Linked DNA regions of Ovis aries: region 2 is linked to region 1. Evidence: chromatin contacts called from public Hi-C data. All regions are on one chromosome and are shown on one strand. Each heading gives the region's core, a stretch centred on a gene start, on an enhancer-like site or on the middle of the called end of the contact. The rest is flanking DNA. Distances are from core to core; before and after follow the strand shown. Region 1 holds the start of CARF (calcium responsive transcription factor). Region 2 holds the start of LOC101104050 (cytochrome P450 20A1).

Region 1 (2,751 bases), core at 128-2,627:
TGGCACAGAGAGGTTCATAAATAAGCTGAGGCAGGATTAAACCCAGGCCTTCAGGTTCCACAGCCTGCACTCTAGGAAGGTGAGTAAACTGAAAATACTCCTAGTTTCATTATCACTGCGCTCTGTTAACTGATTATTTTTCGCTTATAATTGCTCAAATTCCTTCTCATAGTCTATGGTTGACTTAAACACCATATGTCTTTTGTAGTACATCTTTAAGCAACGTAATAGAGGAACGCTTCAGTTGTCTACACTTGCACACGGCCCGCTTTGCCCACAATCTTGCAATCCAGTTGTGCCTTACTCTAAAATGCTGTCTTTTTAAGCCTCCCTCTTGAAGCTTTTCTGGCGAACGCCTTAAAAAGCGACTGTGAGAGCTGGATAGTATCTCTCCATCCATCCTCCCTCAGAAAAACAACTACATTCCATTAGAATAGTTCTCTGGACCGTTTGAGAATAAGATATAGGCGTCTGGATGTCAAGACCAAAAAAAGTTGAAAAAAAAAAAAAAGCGCAGGGAGGAGGTGTGGGAGGACGCCTTTCGCCTTCCATAAGGAAGGTATAAAAGTGAAAGTCGCTCAGTCGTGTCCGACTCTCTGCGATCCCATGGACTGTAGCCTACCAGGCTCCTCCGTCCATGGAATTTTCCAGGCAAGCGTACTGGAGTGGGTTCCCATTTCCTTCTCCAGGGGATCTTCCCCACCCAGGGATTGAACCTGGGTCTCCCGCATTGTAGGCAGACGCTTTACCCTCTGAGCGACCAGGGAAGCCTAAGGAAGGTATAAAGGATGTCATAAAGAGAAAAAAGAACCCTGAAAAGCGGGGCCGCGCAAAGGACCACACAGTGGGCGCTCCCGCCCAGGGGTCCTGTCCTCCTCTTCCGTGCCAGTGCGTACTGAGGCTCGGCAGCCCTCCTCACACCTAACTCGGATCTCCTCCAGCCTGCCTGTCCCGGGTCCGGGGCCCCCATCCGGGCGGGGGCGGGGAGGGGAGCAATAGGCCTCTTCAGGTGGAGCCCCGAACACGGCCCGAGGCGGGGCCCGGAAGACGCCACTGAGGCCCGCGGCTCCCGGGGGCGGGGGCTGGCGCTTGCTCAGGGACCCGGCGGGTCAGGAGGTGACAGGAGGAGGAGGCAGCAGAAAGAAAGGGCGGGGGGGGGAGCGGGTTGGGAGGTAGCGTCTCGCCCGCCGGCGTAGACAGCTCTACCAAACCTCCGTCTTCCCCAGTCCCGCCGCCGCAGAGCGCCCTAGAGGGCGAGAAGGGAAGTCCACAAAGTGTTGGAGCAGAGGGGAGAAAATTCAAAACGAGTCTACTCAACCTCGTCTTGGTTCCGAGGCCGCGCCATGGAGACCAGTACAGTGCGCAGCCGCGGCCACCGGGAGCGCGCAGCGCAGCCGCTTTAGAAAAGATCCTGATCAGCCACCGTCGCGTGTTTCCTTCCTGATTGGTTCTTTTTTTTTTTTTCCCCGTATCCCCGCCTCTCACCTGGATCTAAAGCCTGAGGCTAGTAGCTGGAGCCCTAGAAAAATCTCGGTAGACTGAGTCTTGATTGGGAGTATGCTTGAGAAATTAAACCCGGAAAGACTATAGCAAATTAAAGCTGAAGGCCGAGGAAATATAATAGGTCGTTGCCTGGAGTCGGGAAGGTTTAATGCAAAGAAGATAGCCTGAGGGCAGCGTGGTAAAAAAGACTACAATTCCCAGTGGCTATATCATCTGAGAAGCGCTGCTTTCTGGGAGTCGTAGTATCTAAGAGCTGTGTCTGAATTATCGCGACTAAGGATAGCCTGTTAACATTTCAAACGGAGAGAAGTCGGTTTGAAACGGGCCTCTTTCTATCTCCATAATCGATCGCAAGCTTAAATATATATATTTTTTTAAATACAAAAAAAATTTAAGAGACGCGACGCCTTTAAAACTAATCGACGATTCCTACTCTAGGAATAGGTAGTTGATGTTTGTGGGCTGGATCTTGAGGAAGGGCAGCCTCGTGGTGCCTTCTGGCTGAGGCCCGGGGAAAGAAAGCGGAAGCCCTGGGATCGACTGCATCTTTTCTCTGACACGTGCAGCCTCATTTTGAGATCCCCGTTTTTGTAGTACTGAAAGACCAGAGTGCCGATTGTCTGATTGTTACTCATACGTTTCTCTAGGTACGCCATGGCTCAGCTCCAGACACGCTTCTTCACTGACAACAAGAAGTAAGTGAGCGTACTCTCTCTCCCTTCCTCACTCCCTCCCCTCCCCCGCCCCCGGCCCCCGGAATTCTTTCGTAGGACCTCTTCCTTGTGCATGCCTGGTTGTCTTTGCCGTCAATTTACCTGTTCCCTTTTTGACTGGATTCGTCGCTTCAGCGCGTTTTCTGCGGTACCTTGCGAGGACTTCTCTCCCATCGTTCCTGCCTAGCTTCTCAGGCTGTATATAATTTGAATTGTAAGGGTAGAGAGACCTGAAGGGTTTCAGGTTTGCTTCCTGAATGAAGTGCATTATGCAACTGAGCAGTGAACGACGGACCATGTCGTTAGAGTCTGGCGGCTAGTGGTGGTGTCTGAAAACATGAACTTCGTTTTCTTAAGTAGGTGATAGATGATGTTTTTCCAAACCACGCTAGAAGGTGGAGCTCCCAATAGGGAGTTGGTAGAACTGATTTTTGATAAGAGTGTGAGGTCAATTCAGTTATAATTTTGGGTATTTATATACATATATCTACACATATACGTATGCATGTTATATGTGTGTGTATACATATATACA
Region 2 (2,751 bases), core at 179-2,678, 250 kb before region 1:
CCCGACCTGATCTCAGCCGTTCATTCCTATGGTTGCACTAGGCCTTGACATTACCAGTAACTTTACCATTCCTGGAGTTTTAACATCAAGCTTCCAAATCTCCAAGCACCTCCTATTTCTCCTTCTATTTTTAATATCTTGACTCCAAAAACTATTTTTACCCCAAACAGACTGTTAACCCAATTACTCCTATACTCCTTTTCCAGCCATCCAGCTCAGATTCCATTGTGCCTTTTAATCACTCTCTTGCCCTGTTTCCTTTGCTCAAAAGTACCTAGCAAAACACAAACCCTAATTAAATCCAACATTCTGTCAACTGCCCTGATGCCACATAGTTGAAGGAAAACAGCTGAGGAACACACAGCTTGCTGCCTAGTCTTATTTTACTTTCATGAATTTCAAATGAGTTGTCTGGAAATCTCTACTCCCTCACTCTTCTGACCTAGAAGGCTATTTCTCATAAAATAAAAAAACACTGAAAGTTCCAGATAGGGTAGTTCTAACATTCCAATCAAATTCATTTACCAGCAAGAATATTTAAGGTGTTCTGTCAATATCAGGGATGTGCTTGCCAGTATTCTGTTGCTTTACAAATTTTTCTACAAAACCACCACCTTGCTTTGTAGATGATTCCTCATCCGTTAGCTTCTTTGTTTTCAGAAGCATCTTTTGAGGCTGAAGAAGGTAAGCAGAGAAAGGTCAGAAGGAGATTAGAGATACAGCACTTGGCTGTATGCTCCTTCCACGACCCCTTTAGCATGTGAGGCCCAAGAGGAACAAGACCCGGTCCGGACCTTAAGGACTTTAGATTTCAGGAATGAAAGTCGAAAGGCAGACGGAAAAGCAGGCGACAAAAGAAACACTAGGGGAAAATCCTTGGGAATGGATAAAGGCGACGAGCAGCCTGGAGTTTCCTCTCAGACACACTAGAAAATGGAAGTGGGGTGGGCACAGTCACTGCTCGAAAGCCACCGAAGCACTTCGGCCCCGCCCTCCACAGCGGCGCGGCGAGGACACGGAGGCCGGACCCGCCAACCAGCCCTCAGGCCCCTGCGGCCGCGCCCGCTCCGCCGAGCCTCCGTCCGTGCGTCTCTCGGCGTCCGAGGGTGGTCGAGCCTCCTGCCCTGCTGTCTTCAGCGCCGGCCGCGCGCGCCTGCGAGGCGTCACGTGCTCCGGGAGCGGGGCAGAGTGGCGGCGGGAGCTGGAGCCCTCCCCCGGGGCCCGTTCCCTGCGGCCCGCTGCGGGCTGCGCGACGTGGATGCGGGCGGCGGCCTGAGCCCGTGAGGGCCGGGATGGCGGTTACCGGGTAGAGGTAGAGCACCGCTCCCACCAACGCCAGCAGGAAGGTAACAGCGAAGATCGCGAAGTCCAACATGGTGCCTCAGCCCGGGAACCACGTCTCAGCTCCGCGCTCCTCTGCGGCGTCTCAGCCTGGCGCACCAGAGGGACAGAGGGGTGGGCCGGGGCGCCCGCGGGACTTGCGAGCGGATAGGTCGCCCGGGCGTGGCCTGGGCCGCCGGGGGCGTGGCCTGGGCCGCTGGGGGCGTGCCGTGGTCAGCCCTGCGGTCTGGCGGCGAGAAACAGGGAGACCGAGGCGCGGTTCCGGCGGATTCGATTCCGAGCACGCCCACGACTCCCGGACCCAGTTGCTGAAGGAAGAGGGACCCCGACTTCTAGAAAACGTTAGGAGTTATCGTTTTCCAAGTGGGTTTAAAATGCATATATCAAAATAAAAACAGCTCAAGTTAATCTTTGTTGTTGCACGTCTGGATTTTCTACCACAGTCTAGTGATTTTTGAATCAAATAAATGGACACATGATTCACAATTATTATGTATTTACTTCATGAAATATGTCTTCCCTTTATTTCAGCATGATCTCTATATTTTTATCATCAAGATTTTGACATCATTTGTCTTCTCTTGCCAGAAATGCCAAATTATCCTGTTCCCAGTCATTGTGGTCCTTGAAAAGATTTGATAGATTATTTTAAAACAATCTTTTCAGGTTTATTGAGTCATATAATTAATATATGGGATTTTCTTTAATACTTCCAAATTGAAGAAATTTCGCTCTTAGCAAAATTCCAGGCGGTAGCAATTGGAATTATCGATAGAAATTTATAGTTAATATTTAGCTTCAGAAATGAACTGACTTATCTATGATGTTCAACTGTAATGGAGTTGTTACATATGGTACCATTGTTATTACAGCAAATATTGTAAAACAGTTTAAATTTATGGTAACAATTGTATCACTTATGATTCTCACCATCTCTTAAAGTGAAAGTGAAGTCGCTCTTTGCAACCCCATGGACTGTAGCCCACCAGGCTCCTCCATCCATGGGATTCTCCAGGCAAGAATACTGGAGTGGGTTGCCATTTCCTTCTCCAGGGAATCTTCCTGCCCCACGGATTGAACCCAGGTCTCCTGCATTGCAGGCAGACGCTTTAACCTCTGAGCCACCAGGGCAGCCCTCACCATCTCTTAAAGCAACAACTAAAGTTGTAGGGTAGTGTAAAGAACTTTACATCATATTTAGACCTACATATATATTATTTTAAAAGGAATTTAATATGGAAAAGTGTTCCTAAGCTGACAGTTGCAACCACTATGTTTGCCACAATAATTGTCAAGTGCTTCCAGTCCATTAATGGAACCCTACTGTGTGGATCACAATAAACTGTGGAAAATTCTGAAAGAGATGGAAATACCAGACCACCTGACCTGCCTCTTGAGAAATCTGTATGC

Evidence for each region. Hi-C and Micro-C count contacts between places; a contact is called where the count stands out from the background.
Region 2: a contact with region 1 is called in a Hi-C map of muscle, with 5 times the contacts expected there. The contact joins the promoter of LOC101104050 here to the promoter of CARF in region 1. A contact is called at or near these places in 2 of 16 Hi-C or Micro-C datasets (muscle and skin fibroblasts).

What each region holds. Positions count from the first base shown.
Region 1 is chr2:205,020,038-205,022,788 of ARS-UI_Ramb_v3.0, reverse strand. It overlaps CARF (calcium responsive transcription factor), which reads right to left and starts at 1,377. Exons shown (of 20, transcript XR_009599398.1): 1 at 1,319-1,377. WDR12 (WD repeat domain 12) reads left to right here and starts at 1,479. Exons shown (of 14, transcript XM_060410275.1): 1 at 1,479-1,533; 2 at 2,151-2,198. The coding sequence starts at 2,158.
Region 2 is chr2:205,269,885-205,272,635 of ARS-UI_Ramb_v3.0, reverse strand. LOC101104050 (cytochrome P450 20A1) reads right to left here and starts at 1,428. Exons shown (of 14, transcript XM_060410272.1): 1 at 1,304-1,428; 2 at 615-675. The coding sequence starts at 638.